Regions from separate parts of the Zea mays genome. Here region 2 is linked to region 1. A link is a contact called in public Hi-C data. All regions are on one chromosome and are shown on one strand. The core of a region is the stretch at or near the end of the contact, and the rest is flanking DNA. Distances in the headings are between cores, read along the strand shown.

The links. Hi-C and Micro-C count contacts between places; a contact is called where the count stands out from the background.
Region 2: a Hi-C map of leaf shows a contact between it and region 1, with 3 times the contacts expected there. The contact joins the enhancer-like site here to the promoter of LOC103638857 in region 1. A contact is called at or near these places in 2 of 25 Hi-C or Micro-C datasets (ear and leaf).

The regions. Positions count from the first base shown.
Region 1 is chr9:111,736,105-111,740,446 of Zm-B73-REFERENCE-NAM-5.0, reverse strand. LOC103638857 (villin-3) reads right to left here and starts at 2,004. Exons shown (of 23, transcript XM_035962621.1): 1 at 1,615-2,004; 2 at 262-383. The coding sequence starts at 317.
Region 2 is chr9:111,874,332-111,878,673 of Zm-B73-REFERENCE-NAM-5.0, reverse strand. No RefSeq gene overlaps it. Among protein-coding and RNA genes, the nearest start is that of LOC732789, 15 kb to the left of the region's middle. Within about 2 kb of position 2,368, at least 19 of the 20 cell types and tissues checked have an H3K27ac peak or open chromatin away from gene starts, as enhancers often do. A contact at or near this core is called in ear and leaf, where this site is marked.

The sequences.
Region 1 (4,342 bases), core at 755-3,254:
AGTTTCCACTGGATACTATGGCAGCAGGCACTGTTTTAAAGGCGTCCAAGCGGTGGTCCAACGCCTAGGCGTCCAGGCAGTGGTCCAATGTCTTGTCTCGCCATACCGCTTTAAAAACCATGGCAGCAGGGACTACTAATTTGAAACAATAATACAACTGAAATGAGGAAAATGATGGCACATGCCATTCTTGGAACGAAACGAGATGCAGGGATAAGTATAGATATTGTGACCAGTAGCAAGCTAGAAACTGAAGGATACTCTTTTTGACCTGCACCTTGAAAAACAGGATCCACCTCCCTCATTGAAACAGCCATAGAACCCCTAGATTTTGTAGGACTAGTCTTTGGTGGTTTTTGCTTCAGGAGAGAAGAAAAGGTGTGCTGAAACAGGGGGGGGGGGGGGGGGGGGGGAGAAAAGATGAATCCTCAAAGCCAGCCTGTATAAAAGCATTCTTAAACAAGAACATAAATACAGGTCCCTTAAAAATATTTTGACGCGGATAGTTTAAATTTAAAATGAGATGAACCACATGCGAATTTTTGAACAACACTGCATGCAAAAGTTTCCTATTCAAAGTGCCCCCTGACACTGATAGAAACACAATGCCGCTTGTGAGTTTGCCCTTCATTAGGGATGAGGACTTGCTTCTATGTAATTAGAATGTCTAGCAATTCCAAAGACCTCTGTTCTGCTCCTGTATAATGATTGCATCTCAAACAACACCCAAGGAACATCCACAAACTAAGGAGTTGGCGTGATATAGAGCAAGCTAAGATCCTGATCCCCCATTCAACAGAAAGCTGAAAGCTAACCCAAGGAATGCGATGTTTTTTGGTGCAACTCACAATTGAGAATACATGACATCCTAGGTCCAACAAAACATCCATATCCAGCTCATTCAATCCAGAACAAAAGGGATGTGTGGGAACTTGCATGACCCGAATGCTCCAAGCCTCCAACACACCCAAAACTAAACGAACATTGGCTTGGCTTCCAAAACAATTCAAGTGGGCAGCTAAATCCAATGACTTCTGGAGCACGAATCAGCATCAGGATCAACAAGAGCCATCGAGTGGCAGATGAACAGGTATAAATCAGACCAAATTCCGGCCACCCAGATCCACCTCACGTCCAAAAAGAAAAACAAAATCACTGCTCTCATAAGATTGGTCTCCAGGCAGCGGCTTACACCATTATAGAGATCCAACATCTGATCTAAATCACACAAAATGGGCATTCCCATTCCAAATGCCAAAGGGCCAGATCCAATCCGCCATCCGGAAATCAACCAAGCAAAATTTCCCCACCACTACAACATGCTAAACCCCATTCATCCACGACCCACTAACAAATCTCAAAAAGTCAGAGAATTCCCGCAGCCCAGATCCGTCACGCACCCAAGCCAGCCAGCCAAGCAGAGACCCCGCGTACCTTGATCGCTGACCCCGGCGCGGCCATGGTCAGACCTCAGATCGCCAGAAGCCGAAGCCCCGATCAGAGGACCAACTTAACAACCCTAGCCGCGGGCACCATTAAACAAATCCCCGGCCCGACCCTCTCCACATCATTCCCTAAAAAATTGCTGAAATAGAGGATTCGGTCACCACGCACCTGGGCCGGGGACGGTGGCGGAGTCGAATCGTGGGGAGGACTAGCTAGCCAGCGGGTTGCTGTCGTTGCTGCCGTTAGCGCGCGCCCGGGCTGGCGTTAGCCTTTTGCGGAGGCGAACGAACGAGGCCGCTAAAACGAGGTGAAGCCCCCGGATTAACTAATAATCCGTCAATCACCCGGCTCAACAGGACGGGGCGGGGAGAGGTTGGGTTGGGGAGGCCAATGATTGGAGGTGAGGGCGTGAGGCGTGGCTGTTGTCGTGCTCGCCACTATGGCGGAGGACGACGAGGAGGAAGGAGAGGAAGACAGGACAGAGGGGGAGGGGGTGGAGGTGGAGCAGGTATTTGGGAGTTTGAGCTATTTATATTTTGTATGGAATTCCTCTCTTCGCCGTTATTACGTCGTAACTCGTTCTGCCGAGCTGGGCACACAGGAGGACATGCAGTATGCAAACGATCGAATAAGAATGAATATTACTTTACTCACTCTGTCTTGTTTTAGTTATTACTGGATAGTGTAAAATTAAACTATTCAACGACAACTAAAAAATGAAGAGAGTATATTGCAATTATTTTCATGTTTTTATTTAAATTTAGATTCGAAAGTCCTATAAAAGAGTATCCTCCTATAGTTTGGGTCAAGAGATCAATACTAGTATATGTAATGATATATATACCCTTATAAAGATGTAACCATTATATTCTAGGAAGAGATAATAGAAAATTACAAGTAGAGTTAGTTGGTTCTGTTATATATGTATTATTTATTTTGGAACAAATTTTGAACTCTATAAATGCACTTATTATAGAACAAATAGACTATGTTAGATGTGATATCAATGAATATTGACTTCATAAATATGTTATTTCTATATTACGGATACGGTAACGTCCAGCAAGGTGCAGTTACATCCACGGACGTAATTACAGAGGATCCCGTCGGCCTCTAAATGGATTCGGACTTAAATACAGCTAAAAAAACATATATACCATTTCTCCTAATAGTAGCACAATGTTAACTGCTAAACGGATTGGACTTAAATATAGCTAAAAAACATTTGCACCGTTTCTCTTAATAGTAACCTAATGTTAATGGCGTAGATGACAACATGGTACATCTAGGTTTTTAGAATTATATATGAAGACAAGGGGAAAAATAGAGCTCGGTAAAGTAAGAGACCGAAGGGTTATTGAAAGTGATAGGATCAACATGTTCGTCAAACTTTGAAGGTTCGAGCCTCCTGCCTGATGTGATAAACAAGACAAGAAATGCTAAATTTTTTATGGTGTGTTTGGTTTGTGGAGTCACTCTATCCTTCATGAGGTGATGCATCATAAATTCATTCCATTAATTTTGGTGGAATCAACCCACTCCTCATGTATATACTAATTATTAGCTTATGAGGAATGAGGTGGTGATGGATCAACTCATTCTATTCCACAAACCAAATAAAAAAGTGGAGAGTGAGAAGAAAATGGATCACTTTATTCCTCAAACCAAACACACTATTAGATAATGGAAATTATCATCCAGCCTTGGCTTCAAAGAAGCTACGGCCCCTACAAGAAATGCTAGATAATGTCGCCTTCAAGGAAATCAAAACTCACACACCGTTTTCAAATGATGCCACATCTGAACTCTGATTCAAGAAAAGAATGGTTCAACTTATGTGTTTTAATGGCAGCTTAGATAGATTACCTAGTGCAAAATTATAGTTGAGAAGATAAAGAAAAATAAATCTGAGACAAAAATATTTAGCTCCTTTGATGTAGTCTTTTATTTTTAGTAATTAAGCTGCTACTCCTAAATTCTAAAAAAAATAGAGAAAATGTAATATCTGATTAACATTTTTTGTGCAAAATTATATAAATTTTAGATACTGCTAGATCACAGAACTGAAATAGATAAAATTGGTGTCACGTTGGTATTGCGGCTGGTATTGCGGCGTTAGCAACTTGCTAAAACTGCCTAGAGAGTTATTTACTCGGTTTTGTAAAGTTCAGATGGTTAGACAACCGGTTTGATGGTGTGGGTGGAAGTAGACTACCCTCTAAATATTACAGGATTCTGTAGACTTTTTTATATACTCCATCCGTCCCAAAATATAAGTCATTCTAAAATTCTTGAGACTCAGATTTTAAAGTTTGACCAAAAGTATAGCGAGAATCATAAAGATTTATGACACGGAATAGATATACTATGAAAATATATTTAATGGAAAATCTAATGGTATACGTTTGATATCGTAAATGTTATTACTTTATTGTATAAATTTGGTTAAACTTGAAAAAAAAATGACTCTTCAAGAATTTTGGAATGACTTATATTTTAGAACGGATGGAGTATAATATATACCTACATTGGTAGCAGCTTGCAATGGCAAGAGGTGACTGTCACACAAGTTCAGGACCTATGCATTCATTAGCAGAATTTGGATATTAATCGTACTTAAATTGCATTTTGTATGACCCCAGCACCTTTCTAATGAAGAGAATATCCTCATCCGACCCTAATTTACCCTCGTATGAACACAATTAGTCGTTTCGTTCCTGGAATGACTACGATCGGATTATTAATAGAGAAAGTTTTTACTCGATCGCATGCTAGCTGGCTTGACTAGACAGTAGACACACAGTTATCAAAAGGTGCGAACAAAGGTCAAGAGGCTTTCATACCACACACACACAAAGGCCAAAGCTGGTCCAATAAGTTGCCCTTTGGCACCCCC
Region 2 (4,342 bases), core at 1,119-3,618, 140 kb before region 1:
AATGGACAAAACAAATAAAAATGTACTAATGAGTTTGCTCCTAGTATGTCAGTTTTCAAAATTATAAAAGGATGCATAGGAATGAAATAAATGAACTAACAGGAAACCAAGTGATGAAAAGTAAAGATCTGCATGTGGTTTATGGCGAAGATACCCAAGTACTTTGATTATATTCTCTTATTATCTTCTCTTAGTAATAGGGATCACCATATCCTTATTTCTTTCGCGAGATAAGGATGGTATGCACCAACTAATTCTATCCGCTTCAAAATTCTTGTTTTGAAGAGTTGCGAAGTCACCATTTAATTTCTCCCTCCTTCCCTTCAAAATTTGATTTTTTTTCGTGTGTATACCGGTTCAACCGGAATTCTTCAGATTCTTCTCTGGAAAATTTAGGTTCAACCGGAATTTTAAATTCAGGTTCAACCGGGAATTTACAAAGAGATCTCTGTTGAATATTGGTTCAACCGAGATTAGGGCCGGTTCAACTGGTAATTGCTCAGTTGCCCATAATCAGCCGGATCTGATTTGTGGCGGTTATAAAAACTATTACATGAAAACATCGTCACATGTAAATTTAACGAGTCCCCACGGGAACGGTATGGGAATGCTTGCGTATCCTCGTCCATGTTTACCCATTAGAAGAGAATCTTTCATTTACATCCTTGTGGGAGAAGACACTTTTCTATCATCATCCTCTAATGGAAGAATCCACGGGAAATCGAAGATTAGGGCCCATTGCCATCTCTAGGCGGAAGCCAAAAGCATGCAGTTCGTCACGTCCACCCACCAACACCCTCTCCGAGACTGACGCGTCACACGCTTACTTTCGGAGCAGGTCCTGCCCTTATCCAGCACCATAGGGGAGCTACCACGGAACCACCCCGAGTGTTGGAGCACCACCACGAAGTGCTAGGTGATGGGTTGATGGTGAAGTCATGGATCATGGCGGGCTGCTCCGGCGCGATCTTCACGTCGGACTTGGTGCCGCCAGGATGGAAATATTCTACAACGAGGGCGCCGGGGATATGTTGCCTCGTGCAAGCGATATGCAGTGGAGTATATGGCTGCCAAAACTAGGCCTAGGTGTTTGGGTTACCCGATTTTTTTGGACCGGGTAATTCGGGTATTTGAAAATTTGGGTAATGAGAAGTGAAATTCGAAATATACCCATTCACAACCTCTACCTAAAATTTTAGGTACCCGAAAATTCGGGTTTGGGTTTTTCCGGATTACCCAATTGTAGTACCAAGTAGTAAAACAATCAAATTAAAGTAAATATTAAATGTAACAAAATAATGTAATTTTTTCAATAAACACACCACACTACTCATAAATCTGTTGATTGAAGTTCATTATCCACATATTGGTACATCATAAATTTTAAAAACATTACAATGATACAAGGGTTTGTGTACTTTAGGTAAATGGAGTACTCAAACTTATAACCTGAATTACCTAAACTTAAATCAGGTTTTTAGACTTGTTATTTGAATTAGTGATCGGATAATTCGGATTCGGTAGATCGGGTTAGATAACGGGTAGCGGGGCTTTTGTCCAGCCATAGCCGCAACGGCAACCACGCAGGTGTCACTCGTTCAGTCGGCAGTAGTATCTTTGAACTTTAGTGAAGTAGATTAAATGAGCAGCGATGCTCTCGTGTACTGAAATCTTTGCACAAGTAAGAATAGGCTGCATTAGGCCTTGTTTGGTTTGAGTAAAGTCTCGTTTAGTCTCTAAATTATCAAATAATGAGACTAAAACATGGACTAAACTGTTTTAGTCTCTAGTCTTTTAAGCGGTGACTAAAAGAGACTAAATTATATTAATTTTACTTTTTATCTCTCCTTTATTTCAGTTGTATTAATGACGGAATAGTGTTAAGTGGTATTTTAGTTCTCTTATGATTCATTTAATACGTTATGAATACTTTTAGTCTCTAAAACCAAATAGAGTAGAGACTAAATTTTAATCCACTAACTAAACTTAAGTCTCTGCACTAAAGTAGCAAAACGGACCCTGTTGCTTCGCGCATTGTAATTTGTAACACTGAAATCTTTGCACAACTAAGATAGAAGCAACACACCACCACAGAGACACGACAGGACTCGTCCTGGTTGGAGCCGTCTGATCGAGATCAGGCCGTTCTGAGCTCTGGCCCGCGCGAGGCGGTTCCCTAGGTCAGCCGGCCAGGCCCTGCGGACGGAGCGCGCGGTGACGGGACGGGAGTAACAAAAAGTAAAAATCCGACCGTCCCCCCGAATCTCAGCCACGTGGGATCATCAAAGTGCATCCAGCTCCAGCCGCTGCCGGGCCGGGCGGGGCCACTGGGCCGCAGGACATGCTGGGCCATCCGCTGCGGCGGCGAGGCTGCAGTAAATGGAAGGCTCCATCAATGCGTACGGCGCCGGATCCCACCAGCGTACGGCGCCGGATCTCCCCCGCACCGTTCCTTCAGCGACCTCCTCCGACCTGAGGTGAACGTCCCAATCACCCACGGCCACGGGCTGAGAGCCTGCGCACGCGCACGACACCTTTGTGCGTTCGTTTCCGTGGGCTGAAATCTGAGTGCGTGTGGTGGCCTGGCGCCGGCAGCAGCAGCAGGTGGTCGCCGTGGTTGTGCGCGAGGAGCTAGCGACGACGGCGAGAGCGCGGGACCTTGTTTCGACACCCGGTACGTGGCCTGAGCATGGTCCTTCACCTCGTACTCGATCGGAGCCGCAGAGTTGGGAGCGGTCCTGTGTAGGCTCTGTTGTGTAACCGTGGACCGTGGTAATTAGGTCACGTCAAGTCTATCGGACCACCGGCAGCAGCCTCCTCAGCTCGGCTCTACACGGTGAAGACATGTTTTCTGTCTATAGCTAGCTAGGTTGTTCTTATATACTGACGAGTACACATAAAATGTGAACTGAACACCAGCACTACCGGAATCAGCTCCTTTGCCGTGTGTCTCAGACACACGGCAAAGGCAATTTTACACTCGGCAAATGTTTTGCCGAGTGTAACACTCGGCAAAGAACGCTCGGTGAACTGTACATCGGCAACAGCCTCTTTGCTGAGTACTATTTGTCGGGCACTCGGCAAAGAAAAGTCACCGTCACGGCGCCAAGTAACGGTGACGGATCCTTTGCCGAGTGCCGTCTGTGGCACTCGGCAAAGAGGTCAATGTTGCCGAGTGTTTGCTCGAGAGGCCCTCAGCAAAGACTGACCCAGTGGGCCCCACTGCCAGTCCCTGTGCCGAGAGCTCTAGTAGGCACTCGGCAAAGGAGGCTTCTTTGCTGAGTGTCTGTTGGACAGGTACTCGGCAAAGAACCCTCCAGTGGGCCCCTTTGCCAGTCCCTTTGCCGAGTGCCTTGGTAATGGCACTCGGCAAAGATGTCTTTGCCGTTTCCCAGGTTTCCTTCTTTGCCGAGTGCCATTGTCAGCACTCGGCACTCGGCAAAGATGGCTTTACCGGTTCCCAGGTTGCCTTCTTTGCCGAGTGTCATGGTCATAGCACTCGGCAAAGCGCCCCTTTGCCGAGTGTTACACTCGGCAAAGTGACCAGAATGTCCGTTTTTTATTTGCTTTTGTTGTTCCATCCAAACAAACAAAAGATATATATGATTCACATCACATTATATATCAATCACATCACAGAATGAACACATTTATCATGAACACCATATATATCACAAAGTCTCACTAAAGTCTCACAAATATAAGTAAGGATCATCACAAAACAGATATAAGTCTGCGTCATCACTAACATCACCAAGTATCTCACAAGATAAAGTTTAACTAACATCACCAACACTCATAAAGGTAAGTCTGGATCATCACAAAACAGATCATCAACGAGGTGGGCATCTGGACTGGTTCGGCGAAGGGCTGGACGAAGCATGAGGGTTGTTCGACGCCGCCGATTGACCCTGCACAGAGAAGAGATTGTATGTGTGAGAACATATGAATAAATATCATGCAGTACTAAAATTTTGATACTCACAGGAGTAGTGAACTCTGTAGGGTCAGCTGCAGGGAACAACGGAGGTGGTGGAGCATGACCCTGTGCGGCGCCAAGGCTCTGCATGTACGCGAACATCTCCGCCATCCTCTTCTCCAGCTCCTCACGTTGCCTCCTCTCATCATCTAGCTGAGTCTGTAATATTTCGCCCTAATGTTACGATAATGCAAAGAACAGATATATAAAAATCAATGAACGATGAATAGATAAGGAATAACCTGGAGTTGCTGGATACGATGTTGTGAGGTGTCCTACCGAGGTCGTATGGCTGGGCTCGCGCTCGTGCTCCTTGCTCGCACCTGAGAGAGAGTGGGAGTGGAGGACGAGTCGATTGCCCCG